Linked DNA regions of Mus musculus: all the other regions are linked to region 1. Evidence: chromatin contacts called from public Hi-C and HiChIP or PLAC-seq data. All regions are on one chromosome and are shown on one strand. Each heading gives the region's core, a stretch centred on a gene start, on an enhancer-like site or on the middle of the called end of the contact. The rest is flanking DNA. Distances are from core to core; before and after follow the strand shown. Region 1 overlaps Vav3 (vav 3 oncogene). Region 2 holds the start of Slc25a24 (solute carrier family 25 (mitochondrial carrier, phosphate carrier), member 24). Region 3 overlaps Slc25a24 (solute carrier family 25 (mitochondrial carrier, phosphate carrier), member 24). Region 4 has its middle 55 kb from the start of Slc25a24. Region 5 has its middle 73 kb from the start of Slc25a24. Region 6 overlaps Vav3 (vav 3 oncogene).

Evidence for each region. Hi-C and Micro-C count contacts between places; a contact is called where the count stands out from the background. HiChIP or PLAC-seq counts read pairs in DNA pulled down with a chosen protein or histone mark.
Region 2: a contact with region 1 is called in an H3K4me3 HiChIP or PLAC-seq map of bone marrow-derived macrophages, with 3 times the contacts expected there. The contact joins the promoter of Slc25a24 here to the enhancer-like site in region 1. A contact is called at or near these places in 9 of 39 promoter capture datasets (the 3T3-L1 cell line, the HPC-7 cell line, cranial neural crest and 5 more), 3 of 115 datasets of contacts at active chromatin or transcription factors (the HPC-7 cell line, bone marrow-derived macrophages and effector CD8 T cells) and 2 of 9 other capture datasets (adipose tissue and liver).
Region 3: a contact with region 1 is called in a Hi-C map of bone marrow-derived macrophages, with 36 read pairs. The contact joins two enhancer-like sites. A contact is called at or near these places in 6 of 484 Hi-C or Micro-C datasets (bone marrow-derived macrophages, granulocyte-monocyte progenitors, myocytes and 1 more) and 3 of 115 datasets of contacts at active chromatin or transcription factors (CD8 T cells, DN3 thymocytes and the HPC-7 cell line).
Region 4: a Hi-C map of bone marrow-derived macrophages shows a contact between it and region 1, with 37 read pairs. The contact joins two enhancer-like sites. A contact is called at or near these places in 15 of 484 Hi-C or Micro-C datasets (the C2C12 cell line, Sertoli cells, Th1 cells and 11 more), 7 of 115 datasets of contacts at active chromatin or transcription factors (CD8 T cells, DN3 thymocytes, the HPC-7 cell line and 4 more) and 1 of 9 other capture datasets (bone marrow-derived macrophages).
Region 5: a Hi-C map of bone marrow-derived macrophages shows a contact between it and region 1, with 25 read pairs. The contact joins two enhancer-like sites. A contact is called at or near these places in 1 of 15 datasets of contacts at CTCF or cohesin (the NIH/3T3 cell line), 4 of 484 Hi-C or Micro-C datasets (the Ba/F3 cell line, bone marrow-derived macrophages, embryonic stem cells and 1 more) and 1 of 115 datasets of contacts at active chromatin or transcription factors (CD8 T cells).
Region 6: a Hi-C map of bone marrow-derived macrophages shows a contact between it and region 1, with 38 read pairs. The contact joins two enhancer-like sites. A contact is called at or near these places in 1 of 15 datasets of contacts at CTCF or cohesin (CD8 T cells), 10 of 484 Hi-C or Micro-C datasets (CD8 T cells, bone marrow-derived dendritic cells, bone marrow-derived macrophages and 6 more), 5 of 115 datasets of contacts at active chromatin or transcription factors (CD8 T cells, the HPC-7 cell line, acute myeloid leukemia and 2 more) and 1 of 9 other capture datasets (bone marrow-derived macrophages).

The regions. Positions count from the first base shown.
Region 1 is chr3:109,359,598-109,364,380 of GRCm38.p6, forward strand. All of the region lies in intron 1 of Vav3 (vav 3 oncogene), which reads left to right. Among named protein-coding and RNA genes, the nearest start is that of Vav3, 21 kb to the left of the region's middle. Within about 2 kb of position 2,449, at least 69 of the 459 cell types and tissues checked have an H3K27ac peak or open chromatin away from gene starts, as enhancers often do. A contact at or near this core is called in the C2C12 cell line, CD8 T cells, the HPC-7 cell line and 2 more, where this site is marked.
Region 2 is chr3:109,120,209-109,124,991 of GRCm38.p6, forward strand. It overlaps Slc25a24 (solute carrier family 25 (mitochondrial carrier, phosphate carrier), member 24), which reads left to right and starts at 2,941. Exons shown (of 10, transcript NM_172685.3): 1 at 2,941-3,179. The coding sequence starts at 2,997. It overlaps Gm19391 (a long non-coding RNA gene), which reads right to left and starts at 2,866. Exons shown (of 2, transcript XR_867568.1): 1 at 2,738-2,866; 2 at 325-939.
Region 3 is chr3:109,154,087-109,158,869 of GRCm38.p6, forward strand. It overlaps Slc25a24 (solute carrier family 25 (mitochondrial carrier, phosphate carrier), member 24), which reads left to right. Exons shown (of 10, transcript NM_172685.3): 4 at 908-1,019; 5 at 2,761-2,919; 6 at 4,412-4,558. Among named protein-coding and RNA genes, the nearest start is that of Slc25a24, 33 kb to the left of the region's middle. Within about 2 kb of position 2,030, at least 64 of the 459 cell types and tissues checked have an H3K27ac peak or open chromatin away from gene starts, as enhancers often do. A contact at or near this core is called in bone marrow-derived macrophages, where this site is marked.
Region 4 is chr3:109,175,948-109,180,730 of GRCm38.p6, forward strand. No RefSeq gene overlaps it. Among named protein-coding and RNA genes, the nearest start is that of Slc25a24, 55 kb to the left of the region's middle. Within about 2 kb of position 2,889, at least 50 of the 459 cell types and tissues checked have an H3K27ac peak or open chromatin away from gene starts, as enhancers often do. A contact at or near this core is called in the C2C12 cell line and bone marrow-derived macrophages, where this site is marked.
Region 5 is chr3:109,193,543-109,198,325 of GRCm38.p6, forward strand. No RefSeq gene overlaps it. Among named protein-coding and RNA genes, the nearest start is that of Slc25a24, 73 kb to the left of the region's middle. Within about 2 kb of position 2,834, at least 31 of the 459 cell types and tissues checked have an H3K27ac peak or open chromatin away from gene starts, as enhancers often do. A contact at or near this core is called in CD8 T cells and bone marrow-derived macrophages, where this site is marked.
Region 6 is chr3:109,489,131-109,493,913 of GRCm38.p6, forward strand. All of the region lies in intron 2 of Vav3 (vav 3 oncogene), which reads left to right. Among named protein-coding and RNA genes, the nearest start is that of Vav3, 150 kb to the left of the region's middle. Within about 2 kb of position 2,646, at least 6 of the 459 cell types and tissues checked have an H3K27ac peak or open chromatin away from gene starts, as enhancers often do. A contact at or near this core is called in bone marrow-derived macrophages, where this site is marked.

The DNA of each region.
Region 1 (4,783 bases), core at 1,199-3,698:
AGGACAAGCTAGCTTATATTACAGTGTTAATGTCTGCAAGCTCAAGACTGCGTTTTATTCTTTCAAGGAGTAGAGTTCGTTCTTTGGTGCATCTGTTTGACAGCACTCATTGAACACATAGTTAGGCACGGGCAACACGGCCCAGAGCTAGATCTCTAAGAGTGGTCTGTTTAAGGGGAGGTGATTCTCCCTGCCCTGTCTTCATCCGTAGCCCTTCTGTTAGAGTATTAGGATATGCTTGCGTGTACGTTGCTTGGTTTCTGTTAGAGTATTAGGATATGCTTGCATGTACGTTGCTTGGTTTCTGTTAGAGTATTAGGATATGCTTGCGTGTACGTTGCTTGGTTTCTGTTAGAGTATTAGGATACTCTATATTGCTTGGTTTCTTTGGGGTCTTGGCTTTGAGACCGATTTGCCTATAGAGATGATGATTTTCTGTCCATTCTCATCCAAATGACCCACTAAGTAGGGGCAGTTCTATCTTCAAGTGCAAAGCCTATATACTTCTGATTTTATTGTTGTTTGTTTGCTTGGGTAGTGGTGGGTGTGGGCTGGGTGGAGAAGGGGAACCTTCATTCTCAAGATGAGCTTTGATCAAGAAAACACATTTGACCATTATTTTGTACCTATTACCAACTAGATTTTTCACTCAGTAGGAAAAGAGAATATTTATGCAGACTGTGGGGCATGGCGAAGCCCGCGGCAGCCAAGGCTGCAGGCATATGGTCATCTCTGCCAAGCACAGCTGTTTGTGATGAGTGTTAGGCTCAGTGCTGGATGAGCTGATGTTAGCCAGGGGGTGTGAGGTGGGTTTTGTGGGGGCTTGAAGCACTTAGATTTTGAGGATTGTTTTTGTTTTTTGTTTTTTGTTCTTTTAATTGCTAGAACTGACATTTTAGATGAGGTTGCAAAAGAGAATGGACCTTTTTAGTCATTAAACATAGAACAGATTTGCCATTTTCTCTGTATTTTGGTGTAAGGCCCATGCCAGGGCCGCAGACTGCAAAAGTGACTTTGCAAGAGTGGTATTGTGTCCGGTCAGGTCCTTCCTTTAAATTATGAAAAGCAGACTGAGGAAGGAAGTGATAAATTATCTTTAACACATCAAGTTAATCTCATTCTGGGGCAAAGGGCAGGCCTGGAGGGATGGATCGTATGTAATTTGGTTGTTTATCTACATGATCTTGATAGACCACCTGTGTTAGAGCTAAACTCACCAATAAAAAGCAGGCCAAAGAATGGTCTTTCTGTCTGAGCAGGTTTCAGAGATGAGGACCGGAAGAAGCTGAACTCTGTAAAGGTCAGAAATGTTTCTAACTCTAGTGGAAGTTCCTCCATAGTAAACCACAACTTGTCTTTGTACTAGGTTTGCTAATTATAAACGTTCTACCCATTAGATCCTGGAACTGTAGGTTTGTCCATGAAGCATGGTTATATAAGCTGTGGGTTTTTAATTATGTAAGTCTGCCAGTTAGATTATGGAACTGTAGCTTCGCCTAGAGAAGAACTTTAGATTTTATTGATAATTAGGACAAAATGGTCTGGGTGAGGCGGTACACATCTTTAAGACCAGCACTTGGGAAGCAGAGGCAGGCAGATCTCTGGGAATTCATGACCAAGCTATATAGTGAGACCCTGTCTCAAAACAAAAAAAGAATTATATGAATTATATGGAATGTTCTTAAGTTGAGAGAGACAAACAAGTCAGTGAGATCTTTGTAAACTCAGCATGAAAAGGAGTCATTAAAAAGGGGTGATATTGCAACATCTAGATTTTAAAGGTCATATTTTCTTAAGAAATCAAGGAGAAACAGGAGTGACTTGGTGGTATTAGGAGAATGGTCATTGTAGACAGAGAAACCCAGATTAAAAGAACAGTTGGCATTCATAAACATAGGTGAAAATGGAAGAGCTGTTTGAGGCAGTTTCGGCCTGGTTAGATGTGGGCTTCTCACAGTGACCTCTTGGTTGGGATCCCCTTGGTTGGAAGTGAAGGCAGACAATATTTGCTGAGTAATGATTACGTATGAGGACATACTCATAGCTCTGCATTTCTCCCTCATATGGGAGGCATTAGACTGTAAAATCTTGGGGAATATTTTAGAATATAAGAAAAGCAATAATCTAGTACAGGAAAGAAAAAAAGCAAGGCCTGGTGATTCCTTTGCAGAGTTAGCTCTGAAGTGTTAGCTCTGAAGTGGAAGAGGGCATCTCTGAGTTTGTCTGTATGAATGGACAATAGTGGAGAAACATGATCTTAATTCCAAGAGTAGTTAAACACGAGGGGACATGTTCTACCTCTGGCAGAAAATAAAAATACCGAAGATATGGCTTTTAAAATGCTCAGGAATGCTCATGTCTTGGGGTGCCTACGCAGCACTGCGTATTGAGTGTGGTCCTGGCATCTGCTGGGGCTGGGTTGGCGGAAATGGGAGGTCTCAGAGATGCCCTTCCTCAGGAAACAGTGCTTACAGCACAAAGCAGTCACAAAGCAAAAGGCAGTTGCAACAGATGCTGTGGCCTGAGACTCAGAATTCCTGCTTGTGAAAGATTGTGGTGGTGACGAATGTGAGGCAGAACCCAGATCCTGTTCCACCCCAAGTGACAGAAACATGGGCTTAGATGTCACCAGGGAGATGAAAAATATGGATGTTGCATGCTGGCAAAGAAAAGTTCCATGCCCAGGGTCCTTAGAGATTGGGACTGCAGACCTTTAAGCTTTGAAAGAAGCAGTAAGCAAAAGCTCAGAGCCAAAATTAACCTCGTTAGCAGCTGTCTCCTTGTTGACTTTGTTTTTGTTGTGTGCACATATAATATAATCATAGTGATTGTGGTTACTTTAACCACTTCTAAGTCACAGTTCAGTGTCATTGAGCACACTCAGTGTGTTGTGCAGCCACCATTCCCTGTCTTCAGAACATTATCATCTTCCCCAGCTGGCATTCTGCACATATTCAATGATAACCCCTTTCTCCGCTATCTCCTGGCTGCCACAATGCTCCTTTCTGTGTCTGTAGATTCAACTATTCGTGATTCTTCAAATGAATTGGGTCATTCAGGTAGGATAATATCCCCAAGGCCCATCCATGCTATAATATAGGTCAGAATTTGATTTCTTTTTAAGGCTAAATAAGTTTCAGTTGTTAATTTTCCTTACAGATTATCCATTCATCCTCATGGATTCTTGGAAAATTGGCAAGTATTGTAGACAGTCTGACAAAGCACACACCAATGGTGCTGCAGTCTTCTCTGTATTCTTCTGTCTTTCAAGTGCCCTGACGTTCTTCCTCTTTTCTATCTTATCTCCCCTGACTATTTCTCCATCTATCTGTCCATCTCTTCCTCCTTTTCTCTCACTCCCTCCTTTGTAATTATATGGGTGTGTGTTCTGTGTGCCCTGTGTATCCTGTTAGGTATTGGAAGCTACTCTTGAGGACTAACTCTTTAAATTTGGTGGTATTGGCAAGTGATGATCTTGCTTGCCTTGACATTCTTCTCTCCTCTTTCTGTCTGTCTGTCTGTCTTTTTTCTTTTTCTTTCCTCCACCTCATCTTCTTTCCCTCCTCCCTTCTGACTCGACCCTCCCCTCCCCTCCCTTCCCCTCCTCTCCTCTTTTCTTTCTCTGTTTCTTGTCCCTGGCTGTCCTGGAACACACTCTAGGCCAGGATGGCTACAAATTCAATGATCTGCTTGCCTCTGCCTCCCAAGTGCTGGGATTAAAGCTCTGAGCCACTGCTATTGCCATGACCACCACTACTGCCTGCCCTCGACATTCCTTAGGTTCTTTAAAAGTGGAGGATATAAAAGTTAAGACTAAGCTGAATTAATGTCCAGTGTTCTGAAAAAATTCTACTTTCTCAATCACAGATTAAAAAAGAAAAGAAAAAAAAAAAAAAGAAAACCAAAGAAACAAGAGCAAAAATAAAACAAATGACAGGGCAAGAAGCCCCACATCTCTCCCTGGGCAGCCCTCGCTCCAGCTGAGTGACTGTAGGAGAAGAGGATGGAGACTTTCAGTATTGCTGGAACTTGTTCTGGCTTCCTCCTGAGTATCACTTGAAAATCCCCTCTGCCTCTCTCCTATTCCATCCCCAACAGCCGCCAGTTCCTTGTGGGTTCCCCTGTGCTCCACAGGCACTGTTGGAATGTACCTTATCAGGGGCCTCTCGTTCTCCACTTCTCCTGCCCACGCTTCTTCCTGCTCTGAGCTTCTCTCACTATGGTTCCTTGTGGGAAGCTTCGAGACAAGCAAGAACAACTGGGCAGTTTGCAAGAGTCATGACAGAGTGATGGGTTCTTTTATCTGATGGGGGGGGGGACAGGAATAGTCAAGTGAAATCATTTCTTTTCCTCCTGGAGGCAGGAGTTCACAGACATACTTCATGGGACTCCTGAGAGGGGGGCGTGGCCTTGAACACTAAATGCCAACAGTAAAGCTCACTTCTGTGTCGCCTCCTTCTGCCTCTGCTCCCTGGCTCTCCATTTTTGTGCCTCTATGACAGTGGTTCTCAATCCGTGGGTCCCGACTCCTACAATAGTCGCATATCATATCAGATATCTTGCCTATAATTTATTTATATTATGATTCATAACAGTAGAAAAATTACAGTTATGAAGTAGCAATGAAGTGACATAATAGTTGGCAGTCACCACACCGTAATGAACTGTAGTAAGGGTTGCAGTGTTAGGAAGGTTGAGAACCACTGCTCTTGTACCTTAGTCTCTTTTCTCAGAACTGTTTCCCAACGCCAATTACCTGGTGCAAGCTTTGTCTTCAGTCTTT
Region 2 (4,783 bases), core at 1,691-4,190, 240 kb before region 1:
CTCAGTGCAGTCAGGCGCTCAGCTCAACCGCCTTTCACTCCAGCTTGTCTCACTCAGAGCTGCCTGGTGGCTTTTAACTGTAAGGAAGATGGGAAAGGAAAAAGGAGGAGGGGTGTGGGGAGGGAAAGAGGGAAGGAAAGAAGGAAGCATGGAGGGTTAGGGATGGAGAGAGGAAGGGGGAGGGATTCCAGTGTTTTATATATAAAATAGAAATATACAACATTGATCAATTGTCTACGGTTACTGTTATTTAAAAGATTCAAATTATTTGCACTAAAATATAACATTCAGGACACAGTTCAAATAAATGTTGAAACACTGAAGTCTTTTTTCCATTCATTTATTTATTCACTTTACATCCAGAGGGAGGGCCCCTCTCCTCCCAGGCCCTCCTGACACAGCCCAATCTCCCCAGAAACACGGAAGTCTTAACAGAGCTTTTTAAATTTCAAAATGCTGAGGCAAGGTTTTAAAGGCAATTGAAATTCTATTATTTAAAACAATTACAGTTGCTTTTAAAATGTGAAGTATTCACACGAATTAGTAATGATGGTGATTTCCATACTTAAGTGTCATGTTTTTACAACTGAGAATTGTTTACATTTATTTTGGGGATGGGATGGGTTGATAGTCTGGGCAAGAGACAGAATTCCCTTTTCATCTGGAATTTTGACTCTTAAATGACTTACAGAATTTCCAATTAGCTTAATGTGATATGAATGAGCCAAAACATAAAATGATTAGTTTCCTCACTGTACTGCTAGGACATCCAGGTTCATGTCTCACTGCACGGTGAAATCACCTTTCCGGTGATGATCACAGCTTTTTACGGGAGCTGTTCAATACATGGCCTCCTTCATGATCACTCAGATTTGAGAGAGCATCAACCGTGGGGAATTTGGAACCGAACTGGTCCTTGTGCAGAGGCTGATGGTTTGTCTGCAATAGCACAGAGCAATTGATTAGTAGCTGTTAATAAAAAGGGTAAACATGTTTATCTGCTCAAACCATGAGACTCCGGAGTGGTTATTCAAGCAGATCCCTCACTACTCCAAGTGATCCAGAGTAGGTGCTGATGTCTTCAAGGACCAAAACTGATGGGGGTAAAATATCTGTGGTTCCCATGGAAATGAAGGGCATGCGAAGGCAGCAAGTCTTTTAATGCAGGAGTGCTGAATTAGGCTGAACCCTAGACTTGTCCTTCCTGACCACAATAAATCAAGTAAAACTAAGTATGAACCCAGGTTTTCTGTGTGGCCTTTGTGGGAGCCCTTGGTTGTGGGCCTGACGAATGGACACAGGAAGGGAAGCCCTTTCATGGAGATGATTGGGGTCCGTGAGCATTTTCTTCTCCCATGCAGACAATTTTCTACGGTTGTTATCTCTGTGTTGGCCATCCTTCACCGTCACAGCAAATACTGGAGATAATGTTTATAAACAGGGAAAGGTTCACCTGGGCTGGTTTCAGAGGTTCCAGCCCATGGTTACATGACCTCATTGCTTGTAGGCCACTGCTGGGGGGGTGTGACCGCAACACTGGGGAGCACAGGGTGGAATAAAACCACTCACCTCATACGCTGCCTTCTGCCCTTTAATATCACCCCCCGAAAAAAAACCCTTCTGACTCTTGCAGCACATAACTCCCGATATGTTTCTGTCACTATATAGCTCTGCTCTTTTCAGAACTTCCTAGCATGCGATTGCTTTCAGAGCTGAGAGGCAGCTCCTAGTTCGAACACAGCACAGGTTGTTCCACTGAGGAACCTTTATTTCTGGGTTGGCAAGCGTCCTCAACATCAGCCATCTCCAGAGATGGCCTTAGAAGCCATTTTCCAGGAGAGCCAACAAAGACTGGTGGCGTCTGAGAGCCTTTCCAGAGGAAGGGGCTAATTTCCAAGACTATGGCTTGGAAGCAATAGAGGCCCAGAAACTGGTTACTGGCAGCCTTTATCTGCAGACTCTATTTATACACAGTATATTTTAATGTACAGAGTGGTAAGGAAGGAGGGAAATTCAAGTCCTCCACTTTGGAAGAAACAAGTGGTTTTAGTGTTCGTTTTAAATACCCGGACACAACAGGACATAACCACAGATTCTGCTAAGCAGCAGTGATTGAATTGAGACTATTCCAGAGAAGGACATTTCACTTGATGGCAAAGCAGCTGTTCATATTCTCATTTTACTGACGGGAGGCTATCCAGGGAAGCTACGTTAGGTCTTTGGAATTACACAGCCGAAGGAGCAGGTATCGAAGTCTCTGTAGTCCCAGCGTTTCTCCCGTTATCCCAGAAACTGTGTCTCACCTGAACTATAAATGGCAAACCTCAGGACCACACCTGTCTCGAAGGAAAGAAGCTGGGGTTTCTTTGTGTGCTGTGGGAAGGTACCCACTGTGTTCCATCTTCTCTCCTTTCTCTATGCCCTCTTGGGTGGCTGATGCTCCTCTCAGAAAAAGGCCTCTAGCAGGCCCCTTTCCTCTCCCTTTGGTCTGATAGCCATTTTCACTTTTGACTCTCTGTCCCAGATACCCACCTACTGCTGTCTTTCTGATGAACTCTGCACTTCTCCAAGTCTTCCAGCCCAACGGGGCTTTGAGGTTGAGCAACCTGCTCATCAAACTACCCCCAAACCCAAGCTTTAATAAATCTGTTGGCGAAGTTTGTGCCTTTGGGCAGAGCAGAAACCCTCCTTGCATTCCCCCCTTCATCCCCCCCTCCCCCCCAGCACCCTATCCTACCTGGTTCTGGAGTCAGGAAGCTGGCCCATCCCCTCCTAGTCGCCAGCGCAGGCCTGGGCCAGCTCCGCCCAGAGCAGCAGCTGGGCGACCACACCCTGTGCGGAGCTCAGTTCCTGCGAGCCAGAAGCCTCGCCCCCCTCCCCCCCCCCCCCCCCCCCCCCCCCGACGACGATCCAGACAACCCGCGGCCGCCGCCCCACCCCACAGGCCTCCGCACTCGGATCGCGCCCCACCAGCTCACGGTGACTTCCCCGGGACCATGCTGCGCTGGCTGCGGGCCTTTGTGCTGCCCACCGCCGCCTGCCACGACGCGGAGCCGCCCACACGCTACGAAACGCTCTTCCGGGCGCTGGACCGCAATGGGGACGGCGTGGTGGACATCGGAGAGCTGCAGCAGGGGCTGCAAAGCCTGGGCATCCCGCTGGGCCAGGACGCGGAGGAGGTGGGTCGCTGTAGGGTGTTGGGGTGGCCGCAGGCGCCACACAGCCAGGTCCTGGGAGGGCGGTGGCCTGAGGCCAGGCAAGGAGGAGGAACTATGCCCGCCAACCCGCTGAAAGAGCTCCAAGGAGTTGGATCTGGAAGGCGGCGGGTGTATTCCCAGATAAATTAATGTTGCACACTTAAAACTGTCAACACTTTTTGTTCTGAGAGCATCTCTGGTTCTTGGCTCACTTGTCCCGTCCTTTGCAAACTTTTCATGACCTGCTGTCAGACTTTAGTGAGTCCCAACTTTAAGTAACTTTGTTACAGCTAGAGTTTATTGTTTCAAAAAGGAGTTAAAACCGGCCTTGCTCCCAACTGCTGGGTGAGGTAGAAAGGCCACATTCCGTTTTTATGACGTTCAAAGTTAGTCCCCTGGGTGCACGCATTGATCTGAAGGGTTGACCTGTTGCAAAGCAATTGGACTTTCTCTGAGTCATATGAATTGTGGCCCTGACATCCAGGCTCCTTGGCAGGGTGGGGACACTAGATCTGGAACTTGTCCAGCCCGCTGTCTTACAAGAGGACGCTGGCTTTTCTATCTTAAGAGGAAGGTGCTTGAGTTACTGAGTGGGCCACAACTGTTCTGTACCTATATTTAAAACTCCTCTTTCAGTCACTGTCAATGCCATTAATAGAGGAGTCTTCACTTTAGTTTGTCCTCTTGGTAAGTTACAACTTTATTTTTTGGAAGCTGCCAGTTTTGCCCAAGGCATTATTCTATATAACTTTACAGAACTTCTGTGTCTGCAGGGGTCCCTCTTTCTTCCTTATCTCAGTTCTTCCCCCATCTTCACTCTGGCCATAGGTTTGCCTATTCGATGCACTTTCTGAAAGAACCAAGTTCGAGTGTGGCTCTTCTACTTGCTCCGGGCTGACTCATTTCCTCCCATTTCTTGAATCAAAGGCCTGCCTAGCTACTTTTGAGTGATAGCATCTCTTCAGCCACCCTGTGGCTGCATCTCAGAGGCATGTTTCGGTTATTAGTTGTTTTTATTATTCTAATCACTTCCAGGTGTTTTCTAATCACTGACATGATGTCTTTGACTTATGTATCATTCTAAGTGTGCTTTAGGTTTCCCAATACATTTTTGTTCTTTGAAAATATGAATAAATTAGACAACGCATCCGGGGCATGCCTCCAATCCCAGGACTCTGAGAGTTGAGACTGGAGAATTGTTGCTAGTTACAGGTCAGCTTGGGCTCTGTCCTCTCCTTATCTAAGTCAAACTGGAGTGAACTGAAACAAAGAGCAACAGCAGACCTCAAGGTCCCCAGCCCCACAATAACAACAACCCTATAATAACAACAATCCCACAATAACAACAAACCCCACAGAGTCAGGAGGAACTTTCTGTAATTAAAAACATTCTGTAATTAAAAAAATTATTACACATAAATTATGTAAAAACCTATAAGCATATAAATATTTAGAACATGGCAACTCATATTTGTCACTAATAAATGAATATATTTTGCACACACACATATGTATTATATTATATTAATTTTGTTCAGATGTGTAGTGTCACTATTGGTGGTCATGCCTCATGTGGTCAACTATCC
Region 3 (4,783 bases), core at 780-3,279, 210 kb before region 1:
CATGATATGTTTAGAATTGAAAATGCAGATTTCTCAAAACTCAAAACATCAGTCATTTAGAATTAAATTCTTTAGACTCACTGCTAATTTTCTCTATCTATCTATCTATCTATCTATCTATCTATCTATCTATCTATCTATCTATCTATCTATCATCTATCTATTTTTTTTTTGAGACAGGATTTCTCTGTACCCCTGGTTGTACTGGAACTCACTCTGTAGACCAGGCTAGTCTTGAACTCAGAGATCCACCTGCCTCTGCCTCCCAATTTTTGCTGGGATTAAAGATAGGTGCCACCATGCTCAGTATGCTAATTTTCTTTCATTGCTAAAAATTGGAGTAGAAAATTGATAGTGTATTTTGAATCTATTTCAAAATTATACCCACATGTTGCAAGCATAGGGTGTTAAGCAATAATCCTGCACTGGTGACGAGGGGAAAAGGACCCTGAGCCCATTCATTTTCACCTCTCAACATTTCGTTGTCCAGTTTTTGTGTCCTTCAGCCGAGTGACTTTGAGTTTGACAGAACCCTAAAGGCAATCTGCAGTGGGATCTCTCTGTAGTATTTGGATCTACTTTTCTCCAAATAGTGAAAGTGACTGGAAAAGACCATAATCCATAGATTCTATTTTCAGCAATGTATAATTGCAAGTAGTATATTTTTCTTGAAGATGGAATCCAGGGCCTACATGCCCGCTAACCAAATGCCCTGTCACTGAACCTCTTAAACCTGCCAAGGGTTTTTTTTTTGTTTGTTTGTCTTGTTTTGTTTTGTTTTGTTTTAGTTCAGTACGAGTGTTAAGTTGGAAAGCAGATGTTCATTCTGTAAAGTAGGCAATAATGTTGGCTCTGCGAGTTTATCATTCATTTATCTTGTTCTTTAATCATCTGTTTAAACTTTCAGCATCGACTCTGATGGGACGATGACCGTGGACTGGAATGAATGGAGGGATTACTTTTTATTTAACCCTGTGACAGACATTGAGGAAATTATCCGTTTCTGGAAACACTCTACTGTAAGTCTGCTTTATGGATCTGTAGCTCCAAGCCACAGGCATAGTGCTGATGCAGGAAACACACCTCAAGGGAGACAAACAGAGTTTATTCTGTTTTGAAATGAGGGACCCTAGCCTGGTAACATAGATTCAGGTTGCCCTAAATTCAATGTCCCAACATGGAAATAGTTCCATGAGGTTTTGTTTTGTTTTGTTTTGTTTTGTTTTAAATAGTAACGGGGCAAGCAAAATCATAACTCAGGACACTTTTCAAATACATTGGTAGAAACATCAGATAGATGGCTTACAGCAAAGTAGGGAAATTTCTACTATGGACCTCAGATGTTGTGTGATGATGCTCTTAGCCCTTGTGTTGGTGGAATCTAGGGGTCATTCATGTCTTCCAAAGGGTTTATGTAATAGCCACAAGGATGCTAGGCTACACACAGAGGTGGGCAGTAAATACATATTAAGGGGAATGAAGACAGTTAAGATAGGCTGGCTCTAGACTTGCATGTTAGGCTACACACAGAGGTGGGCAGTAAATACATATTAAGGGGAATGAAGACAGTTAAGATAGGTTGGCTCTAGACTTGTAGCACTGCAAGCTTTCCACATCACTGAAGTTCTGATCAGGCTGTTAGTCTTCACAGTTGCTTATCCTTAATGGAGCTCTGGTTCACAGTAGTTACCACCCAAGAGCATCAAAACACCTTGGGAAGGGTGGCCAAGTCTCAAGAGAGTACCGGGATCTATTTGATTTCTACAGTTCTGTTTATTCTGTTAGGCACAGGATTATAGAATATCTTTAAAGCTCCCCCCCCCCCCCCCCGCAAGGTAGTATAAATACAGCTTTTCTCAAAACTTGGAGGAAGTCCTATCTTGATGAACAAGCTGTCTGGCTCTCATTAGCATGTGCTGCTTCTGCTATGGGGAAGTCTGGTAGTCCGATGACACACATTACCAAAGTCATTCCTGTGCATCCAGATAGCTAAAGATGTTATGGCCTCGGGTCCCTGAACCTTTGCTTATTTAGGCTGCCTTGACTCATTGCCGACATAAGGTATTGCATTACTCACTGAATGCTAGGGAATAACTTTGACTCATGTGGTTGGCATTTCCTGCCAGTTTATACTTCACAAATTTTTTATTGTGATTCTTTCATTAGCATTCTGGCAAAATATATTGGTATAAATTAGGTTTGTCACACAGTCTGTTTCTTGAAGCCTCTGGGGACCTTCTGCAGGCTCTCCCACCCCTCAACCTGTGGATTTGTTCTCTATACTTGGAGGGAAGTGTCTTTGACTCCCACTTAATACTCTGAGAGTTCACACTGTCACCAGTAACAATGTCTACGTTTACACAGAACATCATAAAATCAATTATGACTATACATTTTATACTGTGAACTTTGTATTATATCTTTGGGGATAGTTGTTAACATTTGATGTTATAATCATAAATTCATTTTATTGGGAACAAATGGAAGAAGAGAGAGTTACTACCAGCTTGGTTTATTACCTTTCATTCTTGCCCATAAAGTTTATGACAAGGTCATTTTATATGTGTGGTGCTAGGATCTGGAACATGTTAGGAAAGTGCTCTGTGACCTAGTTATACCCACCACAGCATTTAAATAATTAAGTTGCAAAAACAATTATGTGGGCTCGCTCCTAACAGTAACAGCTCCGACACAAAAAGAAAGTTCTGGGCTTATCTGTTTGCGACTGAAGAACTGTGGGATCTCTTTCCATTCCACCAGGGAATTGACATAGGGGATAGTTTAACTATTCCAGATGAATTCACAGAAGATGAGAAAAAATCAGGACAGTGGTGGAGGCAGCTCCTGGCAGGAGGTGTGGCGGGCGCCGTCTCTAGAACGAGCACCGCTCCTTTGGATCGCCTCAAGGTCATGATGCAGGTGAGCAGCGTGCCTTATGCTCCCTTTATATCTTAGGAAATATTATTCTACCATTACCCCTCAGATTAGTCTCATGTCTAAGTATTTGGTGCTGTCACACTAAACCGTAAATCGTTAGTACTTGTATGTAATGAAATATTAGTCTTTGGTATTCCGTGACTTTAAATGTTCAATTAAAAACCCTTCACTGCTATTATAGGGTTCTCATTAAATTACTCATGTTTTCTTTGATCTTATGACTTGAGAAAGCAGAGGATTTCTCAAGTCTAGAGTTTTGGTGACAAGAATGTAATTTCAAAAGTGATTCTAGATCTAAGGTTAGCAGAAAAGACCTGGGTTTCCAGGCAGAGTTGGCTACTTACAGGCATTGGGCTGGTCATGAGGAGAGAAGAGAAAAGAAAGGATATCCATTTGTGCACGTGACAGGGACCCATTTAATATTCACAGCAGCCTGAAAAGCAGGTGGTTCGGCTTCATTTTGCATATGTAGAAACTCAGGGGGTAAAATTAACATTTCCTTGATGAAAAAGAGGAGATGAAGCACAATAGAGCTTAACAGCCAGTGCCTTGGTTCCTAAACTTCATGTGACCTCTGAGATCTCATGTTTCCTCCATCCCACAATGGGCAGAGTGTCTAACAAGGATGGCTCTGAAGTTTAGCTTATATAAGCACTGGCATATGTCCTAGAAGAACATAGTGGCTGCCTAAGAATGTTTTTATTTTATGTGTATGGGCATTCTGCCCAGATGTATGTATTCTGCCCAGATGTGCGTATGGGCACCCTATGCATGCAATGGCCGTGGAGCCTCTGACACTGGAGTTACAGATGCCGTGTGTGTGTGTGTGTGTGTGTGTGTGTGTGTGTGTGTGTGTGTGTGTGTGTGGTGTGTGGTAGGAACCAAACCTGTGTCCCCAGGGCCGTCCTACAGTTCCTTAAAATGTTTTTAAAGCTGTACAGGCAGCGCTTCTTTTTATTTTTAATTTGTTTGAACAAAATATTTCTGACAGTACTTTAAGTTACCATTCCTTCATGATGCATCCAATTCAAAAATGTGTTTACAAATCTAGCTCTTTATAGAAAATGGGAGAGATTTGATAGAGGCTGTTTTCTTTAGTAAACTGACATCAAGAAAGCACGCATTTTCCCTTGTCATATGTTATCATGAAGTTTATTATTTAAAACAAAATGGATCTGTTAGGATTGTAATTTCCACACACCTGCAGGCCTTTCCAAAGTCTCCTTTCAGGTTTAATACTTCACTAGATGGCCTTATAAAAACACGGACTCATGGTCTTGGTTGATTACCAGGAAGAAATAAAGAAATAAAGATTCAAATCAGCCAAGGATAGGAAGCGCAGGGGCAGAATCCAGGGAAGTTCCAAGTGCAGGCTGCTTTTGTCTATGCCCTGTGCAGCCCTAATGCCTTCCTTTCCTGGTGTTGACATGTGGCATCGCGGTAGTATCCCATGGCTCTTTGCTTTTACCTTTAGGTTCATGGTTCCAAATCAATGAATATATTTGGAGGCTTTCGGCAGATGGTAAAGGAAGGAGGAATCCGTTCCCTTTGGAGAGGAAATGGCACCAATGTCATCAAAATAGCTCCCGAGACAGCTGTGAAGTTCTGGGCTTATGAACAGGTAATTGTTATCATCCGTGGAAATGACTAACAAAAGGAGCTAGCTGACTAACTCAGTAAATGCAGTGCCTTCATGCCTAATACCTCACAAGGAGATTCCTTATGGGAGCCTAGAATTAGATAAACTCGGCGACTCCACACAGCTGAATTCTCGGATTTTTGGATGCCATAAACCCATTTATAGAGGGAGGCAGTCAGCGTAAGCCTGACTTTTCTGCTAGGACTG
Region 4 (4,783 bases), core at 1,639-4,138, 180 kb before region 1:
CTAATATCTTCAATGAAGGTGAGGAAGTGGATGGGGAATTTCAAGGGACAATGTCGCTAGAAGGGTAAGGCACAGTCAGATGGCAGAAACTCTGGTGGAGCAGAGATTTTAAAGCAGGCACCTGTGAGCCATTGGTCTAAAAGGAGAGTGGCCACTGGGGCATCCACATCCCACCTTGCCTTTGTATGGGGGAGGTGTATTTTCACAGGAGATAATATTAGAATAGGGTAAGCACATAATGCAGACTGTTAGGAGGCAAAGTCTTGATGACAAAGAGCAGATAAAGGAGAGTTTGGAACACAAAGAACCAGTTGATGTAGGAGTGTGTGGCAGCATGAACTTCATCAGCCCTCTCTCCTTCTGGACCTGGGCTTACTATGGGTGTGTTCCCAAAGCAGGCCACTGGACACTGGGTGAGCAGCAAGAGGGTAGCTCTGAAAATCCTATCCTGAAAGAACACTCAGGTCAGCTCTCGGAGAGTCCATTGCCCTTTCAGGATTCCATGGTACCAGGAGACCACAGGAAGCCATACACAGCCCCAAACATGAGAGAATAGAGCAGCGGTTCAGATCTCCTGCATATCAGGTATTTACATTATGATTTATACCAGTGGCAAAATTATAGTTATGAAGGAGCAACAAAATAATTTTATGGTTAGGGGGTGGTCACCACTGCATGAGGAACTGTATTAAAGAGTCACAGCATCAGACGGGTTGAGAACCGCTGGTGTAGAGGAATCTCAGACACCAAGTAGGAGACGTCGTGGGGTGGGGAAGCAGCAGGAGCCCCCGAGTATCCTGGAGGCAGAGTGATGACCTATATTTCTTTGTGGTGACTTTAACTCAGTCTCAATGAAGTCTAGTGTGGGTGGGCATGGCTCTCTTCAAAGGACAGGAATAGGATGAGCGGAAGGCACACTTTTCAAAGAGGGCTGTGTAGAAATCACTGTACAGTGACATGCTTGGGGAGAATGGGAGGAAATTCAACATTGTAAAACACAGAGGTTGTGCCTTTTAAATGAAGAATAACCAATTAAATGGTTATGTAATATCTCATTAGCCATTGAATTACCTCTGGTTGTATGTACTGTTTCCCTAAAGTTAATCTTTATCCCATTTCTGAAGGAATGAATCAAATCTCATGAAAAGAGATCTGGCCTCTTTATTTAAGTGCACAGGAAGAGGAGTCTGGACCAAGAGTCTTCCTGTGGCTTAGGACTTTTCAGTTTCAGCTTAATAAAGAGAAGCCTGAGGGATGAGAAAAGAGGTCAGGTTTTTTTTTTCTTTTCTTTTCCATTTGAGGTCCATAAATAGCCTAGAAAGAAATGGCCTGAGGTAGACAATTGTAAAGAAGCAACCCAGAAAAATCCTCTGCTGCTGAGGACAGGTTGTAGCAAGTGTTCACGGTACCAACAACAATGTAGCCATTAACTTGGAAAAAATAACAGAACATCAGAGATTCTCAAGGGATCAGCATGCTCAGGGATACACATCACACTGGGTTGTTCCTAGAGCTCATTTACTAGGAATGCTGAAAGGAAGGAGGACTAATTTAATATAAAGGCACGATAGGAGCTGGGACATGTTGATAAGCTGTGAGAACAGGGTGCAGGGGGTGTGAATAAGGCATGATGAGGGAAACGGATGTTCTGTTTAGTCTTAGAAAGAAGAAGAGCATGTTTTATATCCAGAGGATGGGTAAAAACAAAGAGTGCATTCTGGGAAATCACAGTTGTGCTGTGTGGCTCACTTGGGAGAATGGCAACAGTTTTCCTTAGACAGACAGACTAAGAGGCTGGATGGATGACTCAGTGGTTAAGTGCCCATATTATTCTTACAAAGGACCTGAGTTGCAGTTCCCAATACTTATGTTTTCATAACCACTGTAACTTCAGTCCCTGGGGTTCTGACCTTCTCTTCTGGATGCTATAGGCACCTGTACTCATGTGCGCATACCTACATAGATACTCAAATATATATATATAATTAAAGATAAAATAGATTTAAAAAGAAAAATAGATTGCTGTCAGTTACACACCGTGCTCAGAGAATGTTTCCTGAAAGGACAGGGGGTGGAGTTTAGACAAAAGGAATCACATGATCTGCTACCTCTTCCCAAGGGAAAGGGAGGCTGGAGGCAGGTGGCTGGTGTTGATGTTGGTGTTGCTGTCTATTGTAATACTAAGAGCACACCCCTAAGACCTGGGGTCTGCCCATAGATAGACCCAAGTGATGCTTTGTGACCCGCCCCTAAGTTATTTCTGATTGGTAAATAAAGATGTCAGCATCTTTGGGCAGAAGAGACATAAGATTCCTGGGCTTGGGGTTAAGAAGAACCACTAGGGGAGAAGAAGGTGGAGGAGGAAGGAGAAGCTGCCATATGTTAGGTGAGCCATGAAAACGTGGCTCTGAGGGCTGGCCAATTGGAGTTAAGAGCAGCCCAGATGAAACATAGTATGTAATAATTTGGAGTTATTGATAGGAAAGTAGAGTCTAATAGCATAGAGGGTAGATAGCTGCCCAGCTCTAGTGCTGATTAAGGTTTACTGTAAATATAAAGGTTGTGTGTGTGTGTCTTTTATCTGGGAACTGAATGAAGAAGGCAAGGCGCAGCAGGCTGGAGGCAGGACAGAAAGAAAGCAGCTTCCATACTCTCCTCTCTCATATCGATGTCTTCAGTGTGCCAAGCACATTATGACACACAATTTGTGCTTGACAAATAGGTGTTGAATGAATAAGTGAAAGAAGGAAATACAAGCCTTCTGCACTGGGATGATGACTGCGAGATCTTGGTGACACCTGTGCCTCTCTTTTGCTCCTCTCCAGATCAGCCAGCTCACCCTTCATGGCTTCAGTGTTCATAGCTCATAAATGCGAAGTGTCAGCTACAAAGACTGTGCAGGGAAGATACACTGAATGGGCGTGTATCACATCGTCAAGGAATGAGTCAGCACACATGTCCCCAAAAGACGGGTTCCTTTGGTTTTTCCAGGACTGACATCTTGAGTGATTTCCAAAGCAGTTTCCTGGAGTGGCAGCCGCAGGCTCCAGATGGCAGTGGACTAAGGAACAAAGGGAAGGAAGGAAGGAATTGTGGATGGTGAGGGGAGACAGTCCTTCAATAGTTTTTTGGCTATGAAGGAAAGAAAGGGAGGAGAGAGCTTGAGAGAGAGGCCTGATCAGAGCAGGGAGTGTATGTCTGAAGGGTGGCAGATTTATAAACTTGAGAAAAACCAATCAAGGAGAGAGGGTAAAGCCAGATACAGTAACAGAGGGAGGCTTAAATATAGAGAGTTAAAATTTAGAGACAATTCTTGTTTTTTTCTTTTTCTTTTGGTTGTTTTCTTTTTTTGTTGTTTGTTTTTTTTTGAAAAGGGATAGATTGGAGAGTGTAGGTCCCTAGGGTCCCTGTGCTGCCACTGGTGACGCTTGGATAGGTGAGATTCACTGAAACGATTCACTCAGCAATTCAGTTCTATAAGTTGAAGTGTTGTAAGTTCAGTGACACACACTTAAAAACAACACTCTTCCCAAGGCACACTTTGCCTTGCATGTAGTTTAGTTTTTAGATCCGTTTCTTGCATCCCTATTATCTCTAAGAATGAAAGAGATTAACACACAAGAAAGAATGTTAGTGATGTGAGAAGTGAAGCAATATGAAAGCTGTCTTCCTGCTCATTGCTAAGCACATTGATATTCCTGACCTAGAGACCAGGCATGTTTTCCATATTTTGTATATATTACCCTGGAGTATGAAATGTTAGCACGAGGGGAAGCAAAATTAAATTAGTTCCTTATCTAAGGCTTTTAGATGCCCTGGCATAAACCCCTCAAGGGCAACACACTGATCATTTCCCCGTGGATGGTGAAATTACAGTTTGCATAATTATTTCCTCATGATTTAATTGAAAACATTGACGATTAAGCACACGGATGCCAGAGACTCTAATGCAGGGCAACACATTTCCACCTTTTATCTCTGAAGCAGTCTCAGCCTGTAGAGTTTAAACAGACATGTTTGTGGAGGATAGGTTGAGTTTGGATGTGGGCGTGGGCCACTGTGTGCTGTATTTCGGGACTTCATCCCTGACTTCTGAAGTGGATGCTCAGGTCCTGGGGAGAGAAGAGGTTAGCCATTGCCCTCTCCCAGTGATCACTTCTTAATTCTGTCATTCAGTGTCACCCTACAGGCTCTGGCAATTACCCTCAGTTTTCCAACCCTCAGTCTGGCAGCTCAGAACCACAGGCTTCCTATTACCCGGGGTCTTTTGAATACCTCAGCTCTCCCTTCTGGCCCATGTTGCCACCTCCTGCTGAACTCTTATAGACACAGCCATTTACACACTAAGAACCTGCGGGCTGTCCTTGATGCTGTGTCTTTTTTTCCTCTGTTACCTGAGCATGTCCTTTTTCGTGACCTCCAGCTTTTTTTGTTCTAACTCATTTCTCTAATTCAGGGATAACCATGCCTCTGCTTCCCCAGGAGAGGGAGAAACTCTAGAAAAATCCAAGGCCCTTCCAGTTTGGTCCAGTCTTGCCTCTGGAGTCTTTTCTCCTGACTCTTCTATCCTTACAACCAGATTTCTGGCAAAAATACAGCTCCCTGCCTCTTCTCCCTGCCAGTGCTTGCCTGTACTGTCCTTGCCCTGAGCCTTCTCCGTCTCTCATGAATCAATGCCCCCTTCTCTTTGATGACTTTCCAGCCAGCCTCTCTCATTAGTGAGAGACAGAAGTAATTTCACTGGCCCGTCCTTCCTGTGGTGTAGATTAGGGGTTTGGCTTTA
Region 5 (4,783 bases), core at 1,584-4,083, 170 kb before region 1:
ACACACCATGAATACTCTTCTTTCTCTAATCATCTTCTGGTTATGGAAGTTGGTTGCACAACCAACTTAATACACATCAAATTCATTTGTTTTATTCATGATCATTTTCTTTTTTTCTTTTTCTTAGATATTTTCTTTATTTACATTTCAAATGTCATCCCCTTTCCTGGTTTCCCCTCTGAAAGCCCTCCCCTGCTCACCAACCCACCCATTCCCACTTCTAGGCCCTGGAATTCCCCTACATGGGAGCATAGAATCTTCATAGGTCCAAGGGCCTCTCATGATCATTTTCTAGTTTTAAAAAACTTAATTATGTATTTTCTTAGTCAAGGTTTCTATTCCTGCACAAACACCATGACCAAGAAGTAGTTGGGGAGGAAAGGGTTTATTCAGCTTACATTTCCACATTGCTGCTCATCACTGAAGGATATCGGGACTGGAACTCAAGCAGGTCAGAAAACAGGAGCTGATGCAGAGGCCATAGAGGGATGTTCTTTACTGGCTTGTTTCCCCTGGCTTGCTCAGCCTGCTCTCTTATAGAACCAAGACTACTAGCCTAGAGACGGCACCACCCACAAGGAGACCTCCCCACTTGGTCACTAATTGAGAAAATGCCTTACAGCTGGATCTCATGGAGGCATTTCCCCAACTGAAGCTCCTTTCTCTGTGATAATTCCAACCTGTGTCAAGTTGACACAAAACTAGCCAGTACATGTATCTTTGAGAATATAAAACAATATGATTAAAGCATTAAGCCATGAAATAACTTATGTTGAAATAAATCTTGTCTCTAGTACTATCACCTCCTCCAACAATTGCCTTATTATTTTAGTAAAACATAGATGTGTACATGTATGTTTTATATGTGCATATGAGCAGAGATGTATATTTGAATCTTTTAAAAAAATTCACCAAATCACAGACATGATATCTTTTTGTTGAGTTAATTTCCCAGTGAAAACACTTGTTGGTTATCACATTACTAGTTCAATATCTACTCCAGCTGCTATCTTAATCAGTTTCAAGGTATGGAACTCTGAACATATGCCCATATTCTTAACTGCATGTTTGCTCTAAAGCCAAGTTTTAATTATCCTTTGCTGCATTCCAACTTCCTCAGTGTTTTATTTTGAACTGAACTCTTTGGAATTGAGAAACACTTGCCTTTTGCACTGCATGAGGTCTTGAAATTGTGGACTCTGTTTTCTCTCTTTCCCATGAAAGGATCAAATATTCTGAACTCATTTCAGCCCTCTGGCTCCTTGTTGGAAGCAGTCAGCTGTAAGAAAAATACACAACTAACATTTTGTTTTCCGAACTCTTCACTAAGGCACATACATTCACTTGACAGGTGATCTGCCTTCCAGGTTACTATTGTGACTGCTTTACTCAATGCTTCTTGTTGCCAAAAATGAAAGACCATTTCAGCCTCTGAGTATGGCTTCTCTTTTCCTGACCCACAGACCTCTAAGCCAGTGCCATATCTTCTGGGATTTTTTGCTGCAGCAGAATCCCACTTCTGGGACCAATTTTTTGTGTCCACCAAAGTCGACCTAGTTTGGATGAAAGGATCACATTCTTTTAAATATTTGATGGTTTAAACACACTGTCACGGGTTCATTTAAGGTCAACAGAGACCATGTTCATAATTTTTCCATGCTAAGAACTTCTCTGATCATAGCAAAGGAAAAACTAAGGGTGCCCTGGTCATTTGTCTAAGTGACATGGACTTATCTTTGTTCCTTCTTTTCCTTACCATATAATGCAAGAAGTGGATATCAGAAACCTTGTTTCCTAAGTTCCTACGTCAGCCAACTACTTGGTTTGCTAGTGGGAGGCACTGGAGGAAAATCCAGGTAAATCTTTAATATTGGAAGTGATGGGGACAAGTGTAGTACAGCAGGAGTTGTACCACACTAGTTGACTAGTCTGAGGCTTTCTCTCTGCCCCTCCAGTTGTCCTCAGGGTTACTTTCCAAGTTCCATTTGAGTGAGTCTTTTGGTGGTGTTGAGTATTTGTCAACTTTAAAAAAAAAAGATGAAGGACAATTTTATTAGCTTTTAGAAGAGAAAAACTCCTGCAAGGCAGGCAAATTGTACATCTTCCAGGAAGATGGGAATGGAGGACAGAAGAAAAGAAATCTATTTAAGTGGACATGGAGGTCAGACACATGGCAGACAAGCAGCCACATGATGGGAGGGGAAACTTCAGAGAAAGAAGAAAGAGCCAAAGTACTAAAGAAAGCATCCCGAGGTTCCGGTCAGTGTCTGGAAGAGAGTCAGAAGCATTTTAGGTTGTTGGCTTGGGTTTTCAGGGTGAGTTTGGAAGTTTCGGTAACTCCACCTCACTGCCATCACTCCCCTTGAGGAAGTCCTTGGAGAGACCTCGCATTTTCTTTGTGAGATCCTGGGTCATAAAGTTTGGGTGAATTTAGACTGTGATCCTCAGAGGCTGTGAAATCTCAGGAGAGAGGCTAGATTTCCTCTTTGTGCCAATGCCAGGTACAGGCACACGGTCTCTTTCTGCAGAGAAGGAGGCATTTGTTCCTCATCTTCTTTATTCTGAGCCTGGTTGAGATTTCCCTTGTGTGCAGGTCTCTCTGTGTGATTCTCTGTGTTTTGAAGGATCTGGGGTTTGCTTTCCTTTCCTGGGCATTGTGAGTTTTACACTCTTTGCCTCCAGGGCATTGCAAACTTCCTGCAGGGTTTGGTCTCTGCTTCCCTTGGCAGGTTCTTGTTCTCAGCTCAGACTTGAACTTCCTTTGTACCATCTCTGGGATGGATTCATAGCAGTTCTTTAGAACTGCATGTTTCATTTTGCGTTTTAGATGATTCATTTGGGAAGGTTGTTTAAGGTGACTAATGCTGAGATGACACACGGAAACCCACATCTCATTTCCCTTTTTATAGTAGAAGAAATAAAACACACTCAGAAAACAGTATTCATTTAAAAATGCACAACTGTACCAAACTGATGTGGGAAATAGATAAGATGCTTAGTTATAGATAACTAGGTTGTCATGATTACTAGCTAGTAACAAGGAACTGGCTATACTTATCCTTTTGCATTAAGTTTCTCAGTTCACCTTGGTTGTTGTGATGTAAGAAGACATGTTTAAGGAATCGAAATAAAATTGGCTGGAAATCCCATCATTTCTTGTGCCCCCTCAGCTTCTTTTCTGTTCTTATATTGCTTCCCCACAAAACTCTCACTCCTATGTAGATCAGTAGACTTCTCTTTACTTCACTTCTTGCCTATCCTGAATTCATCTAATTGTTCACCGTAACTAAGGGAAATTAAGACATAATAAACATAAGATTATTTCTAGATCTCACCACCTAGTTTTGCAAATCGTTATCTTTCTCCTCCCTCTTCTCCTCTCCATGTGATCTTTGGTGATGATAAATGTGATCAGGCAGAAAGAGTATGGATCTAGTGTCTACACTGGGCTACAACTTTGGTGAAAAGAACCAGAAATACCAAATGTTTATCAGTTTGGCTTTTCTGTAACACTTTTAGTGGATATTTTTAGTATATATTCAAGGACTTTTTTTGACAGAAAAAAAAATCATTGAAAGGCTTCTAGAGCATTATGGATCCACTGAATCTTTTCATAATTTTCTTTGAAACGGGGTCAAAATAACACTTGTGATACAATCTATACCATCAGGTTATGTGGCTACTTTCATCCAGTGAAAATCTGTGGTTTAAGTGGGGTGATTTTATAATATTTTATCGATTAACCATTCTTTACTAGCAATTCGTTTAGTCATGCCATCAATAAACCATTTTTTTTACACCATTGTTAAAACTACAACATTTCCTTTTGCTTTGAAGAAATTCAAGTTTTGAAGACTATCAGAATCTTGCGTTTAGAATATTAGTTGCCTCACAGGCAGCTTAGGTACCAGGCATGTTTAGATGATGTGGTGTGACTTGGATGCTGAGTGAAGTGCCCTGCGGGGAGCAAGCAGAGGTACTTTAGCACAGGGGACTCTGGGTGTCCTAGTTTTGTTTCCTTTTGCTGTGATAAAACACTCTGACTAAAGCAACTTGGAGGAGTAAGTATTTTAGCTCACAATTCCAGCTAAAAGTTCATCAAAGGGGAGAAGTCACAATTCCAGGTAACAGTTCATCACGATGGCAGGAAGCTGAACCAGACAGTCATATCCACAGTCAAGAGCAGAGGGACGGTGAATGCATGCACACTTGTCCTTAGCTTGCTTTTCGTATCTACTCTTAGACAGTCCAGAGCCCTGCCTGTGAAATAGTGCCATCCATATTTAGGCTGGATCTTCCCACCTCAATTAATCCAACTAAGAAAATCCCTCATGGATGTGCCCTCATGCCAGACTAATCTAGACAGCTCCTCACTGAGGCTCCCTTCCTGGATGACTACATTATTTCACATCGACAGTCAGTGGTCACCTCTTATTTGGACACTTGAGTAGGTTCAGGCACGTGTCTGCATTTCACGCATGGTCTTCACGTCCCAAGGGTGTCATGTCCGCGGCTGGTGGGATGCTCTCATTTCTCCTTCACTTGATGGTATGCTTCTGTACTGATCTATCTTAATACTGAGGTGCTTATCAGGGTGTTAAGGTGGGATGGAAAGAGCACTGGGTTTCAATCAAAACGTTTCTGCATGTACTAGGATCTTAGACAAAACATTGAATCTATGAATGACATGGATATTACCCACCGTACAGGACTGTTTTGGGAAGATTAAAAATTAGTAGGAGTTCTGTATAAACTGTGGAGTGATTTGAAGATCTTATAAAAA
Region 6 (4,783 bases), core at 1,396-3,895, 130 kb after region 1:
GGGCCTTGATGCCACACCTGGGTCTCAGGCCACAGCTGCTCACTTGAGCTGTGGGGCTTTGACACTCTATAGCCCTTGTAAGCCACTAAGTTAATTTTGCACTCATGGACCAAACCTGAAATCCCTGATTGCCCCTGCATAGCTAACCCCTCTGCAAAAGTCACTGCTCCAGGAATTCTTATTCAAACCAGCTATTAGATCAGAGAGAGAATACTTTAGAAAAATCAGGAAGGTACATTCACAAATAGTACTTGTTTTTGGTTGCTATGCATGTTGGACCCCATGGTTTCTTTTAGCTATTTGTATTCTAGATTACTATGTCTCTCTTAACTCAAGACCATCCAAGAGCTTCGTCAGTTGCTCCTGCAGAAATGGCTTGTTGCTTCAGTTGCAAGTTACAACAGTGACACTAATGTGCCAGTAAGTAAAGAGTGCTATCTCCTGAAGAGAATAGTTTAAAAATTGGAGCTTGTCTCTATTCAGTATTGCATTTTGCTTCGTGTAATAGTTATTAAAGTGACAAACTGACTGGTCAAGTAGCTCTGGCCAATGAAGAGTCGTTGTCAAACAGAAGAAGGGGCAGGGACCTCATCTGCTGTTTTGCTGGCTTTAGGGTTGAGAATCTGGGCACCTCTTTCCCTACTGTTAACTTTTCACATGAGGCCCTTATTAACGTCTTCATTACTTGTGCTAGGCTAGCCCTTTACACATTCTTGCCTGTGTAATCCAGGATCTTCACAGTGATGTTTGTAGGGCAAATATTCCTCTTTCACTCACGGGGCCAGCAGAATAGTTTATGTCCAGTGACTCTTATGAGAATCAAAGCAGGAGAAAGCAGTTTGGGTCACCTGTCCTGACTGTTCTTTATTGCTGGAAAGCAAAGTCATTATCAGTGGAATGCCTGGCTGCGTTCTCACAAGAGTGTCTAAGTTCATGTAAGCAGTTTAAAGAACGCCCCTCTTTCTTTCTCTCCTGGACAGGTACCCACTTTACCATCCTTCCGGCAACAGAACCCGCATGTAACTGAGTGTGCGTTTGGTGAGGATGCTGAGTGCTGACTTGGTATCAGAGCGTCATAGCTACTTACTCATGGGGATAATGGCAAAATCACTAGACTCTTGATGTATGCTGGAGTGTCACACGGCATTAAGATGAATAAAGTGCATTTATGCATGATGGCACGGCTGTGATTGATGGCTAGTGACAAAGCATGACCCTGCACACTTTAGAAAAATCTTAGAAAGGTTTTAAAAACAGCTTTATAATAGTCCTCTCTATTTTTGAGGCAGGATCCTACTTCATAATCTATACTCCTTTACAACTGATTAGCTTAAAAAAAAACAACCTTGAGTTCTTTTGAGAAAAAAAAATTAGAAACTGATTTTGAAAATGTTATAGAACTGATAAGTGCCAGGACAGGACTATAGCCACCGTCTAAGAGAGGACACATGAGATTCAGGTTGGGATGGGAGCAGAACACAGAGAGAAGGCACCTTGGGCTCCAGCTGCCTTGTGGAACTCTGGTGACACTTGAGCAGAGCTGCCTGGTGCTTTGATCTCTGGTTTCCAGTTGTGCATCTGAGTGGACACTCCTTCATTACCTAGTCTGAGCCTGCTGTCCCTCCTGAGCCCGCATGGTGGTCAGCCAGGGCGCCCAAGGACATCTCACCTCTTATGGTCTCACCGTGGCTGTCTCAGAGCACTCTTGGACCATTGAGAAAATCCCTGTGTGACTGACTTTTGGCTATTGTCTGCTCCCCATGGCTTCCTGTCCCCTCTGTTCACCCTTTCACTAATGCCATTCATTAGCCCTGTTCTCTGCTCGCCTATGTTCTCACTGACCCTGTTGCTTCTGGGATGCAATCTCCAGTTTAAAGTGGTAATGAGAAGCCGTGCCTACTTCTCTCACCTTCCTCACACAGTAGGTCTAATTAATGTCAGCCCAAATAAAATCTTGACTTCTTTACACACGTGTTTCCTTTCCCGTGGGGATAGAGGATGTGGGCAGGAAAGGTTGGTCAGGACGGGGAGTCACAGTAGCTCGCTGTTGCTAAGTCCTTACTGCCTTACCCACCTTTCTGGAAACTGACGTCCACAATCTCTTGTTTTGAAGTATCCATTTAAAAATCAACATATTTCATGGAACATAGGCTTTTTAGTGTCTTTCGGTATTTTTTTTGTTGTTGTTGTTTTATTTTATTTTATAAATATTCTTGTCTGTATGCTTCAGAAGGGCAGGGAATTCATAGAGGGGATTTGAGGATCTGGCATTGATCTGTGTCTTTGTCTGTTCACAGTCTGTAAACATCGTCTTTATAGAATAGATGTTGTTCTAAAAATACCACATTGACCAAGCAGCCTTTATTTGTTTTGACTAAATTTAGTATTAGTATTAGAATGATGAAGAGAACAGACATAAAAGTGAAGGGTCTTGCAGCTACTCATTGTAAGATCACCATGCAGTCTTCCCACCCTTCTGTCCCATGAATTTAGCTGTATTATCTTCTAGTATTGAATATAATAAATGACCACCATTAAATCATAGGAGTTGCTTAAACCAAATTTTCAAAGCATGATTAAAGGTAATGCTTAAAGCAGACCTAAGGTAATAGACTATCGTTTGGCTCCCTCTAGTGGTGCATGTTTACATGACAAGTCAAGCTGTATGATTTCTGTCATCTGGGTTTTCCAGCTCCAGGGGGAAAGGGACATGGGCGGGGAAAGACTGTAGTTATTCTCAGTGTTGACAGATCAAAGACAGAAAGTGAAGTATTTTGTAAATCAACAGTTGTCATACAATTATCTCCAAAGAACAAAATAAATTGCCATTAAGATGCACATTAAAGTAGCAGGAATAATATTTTATTGCTGTGTTGTTTTTCTTGCTAAGAGGGCCTAAGACCACAGCATACAACACAACCAGAAGCAGGGTGTTCTCTGGGGTTCTGTAGCACTGACTCATCCCAATGGTGTGTGTCTCAAACCCTACTTTAGCCAGAGGTCTGAGGACTACTTATTCCAGATGTTTTTAAAAAACTAGACTTTTCACTTAGAAACACATAATTTTGGCATCTTCAAATATCAGTAATTTTTATTTCCTAGTGTTTCAGCAGGAGGTTAGGGTTAAACCGCAGAGTTTTGGAGCCACTAGCTTTGCTCCCCTGGTCTCCAGGTCGCTTGCTTCACTTTACCCCTAGGAACCATTAAAAGCATCCCCTCTGTCCTTATGCTCTTGTTAAAAATGATGAAGCCGTGTTTGGTTTATTTTTAAGTTAACAAGTCTATATACATGTCATGTAGAACATGCTGTTTTGAGCTAACTGTGCACTGTGGAGTGTTTAGACAGAACCGACTGATGTGTGTCTACTCTACTTCATTTTTTTTAATGCTACCATGCCACGCCTATTCTTTTCACAATTTTCAAGAATCCAAGAATTCACAGGAGATTGCTATTTATAGTCAATATGTAATTACAATTTCCCATGTAGTTAATTTTATTTTCTATAATAAAACTTCACAAACATTTGATGGACATTCTCACCCCACCCCCGCCAATAACTTAACGCGGAAGTTAATTAGCTGTTCTTATTTATGTTTTATAGAGGTGGGTTCACCTGAGTGAACAAGGCTCCCAATGGGCTCCCTCCTGAGCCAGGAGTTTGGAGACCCCATTTATGGGACTGGTACCCCGCAGAGGCTCATTTGAGGGATGGAGATCCTTGCTCACGCTTCTGTCCTGGGGCTGAGGCTTTTTAGAGGACACTACCTCAATCCAGACAGATGCATCTTCCCCCATTGCCGTTCTTACTCAAAAAGAATCACATAGCAGATCCTCCTTTGCTGCGCTTGATTTTGAGAGTTTGAGCCATCATGTTTATCATTAAAAAAATGCAGTTAATGAGAAAATGAATTCTGGATCTAGATGGTTTCCTCAGTGAGTTTCTGCCAAACGATTGAAATGAAAGAGGAGTGAGATTACTAAATACAGATGCTAAAACTGTCAGCAGAGCACGCTTGGACTTAGGTACTGAAATACATAATCGAAAGTAATTTAGAGCAGAAAAGTTCTTGAAAGCACTAAGCAATTTCTTTTAGTGATTATAAAGAATTGCTACCTTTGAACCATTTATTTCACATGTACTGTGTTATTTCATCCTTACAATAATCTAATGATCATTAGCTATTCTTTGAAGACCTATCTAGAGGAAGAAGCCAACACTAGCGAGTTTAGGCAGTTGCTTAGAATTAGCTGGCTAATGAATGTGAAACCCGGATTTGATCTTGCGTGATCAGGCTAAGAACTGGCACGCTCAACCATTTTGCTGCTCAGTGATGCCTGCTGAGCTGTGGAAATATGTGATATCTGTGTGGCCCAAAACGTGACAGAAACGGTGATGACTGAGTGCCTAGAGCCAGGCCAGGTCAGCCATGGAAATACAATGTATGAGTTTTTTTTTTTTTTTAATTTTATTAGGTATTTTCTTCATTTACATTTCCAATGCTATCCCAAAAGTCCCCCATACCCCCCCCCACTTCCCTACCCACCCACTCCCACTTCTTAGTCCTGGCGTTCCCCTGTACTGAGGCATATAAAGTTTGCATGACCAATGGGCCTTTCTTTCCAGTGATAGCCAACTAGGCCATCTTTTGATACATATGCAGCTAGAGACACAAGCTCCGGGGGTACTGGTTAGTTCATATTGTTGTTCCACCTATAGGGTTGCAGTTCCCTTTAGCTCCTTGGGTACTTTCTCTAGCTCCTCCATTGGGAGCCCTGTGATCC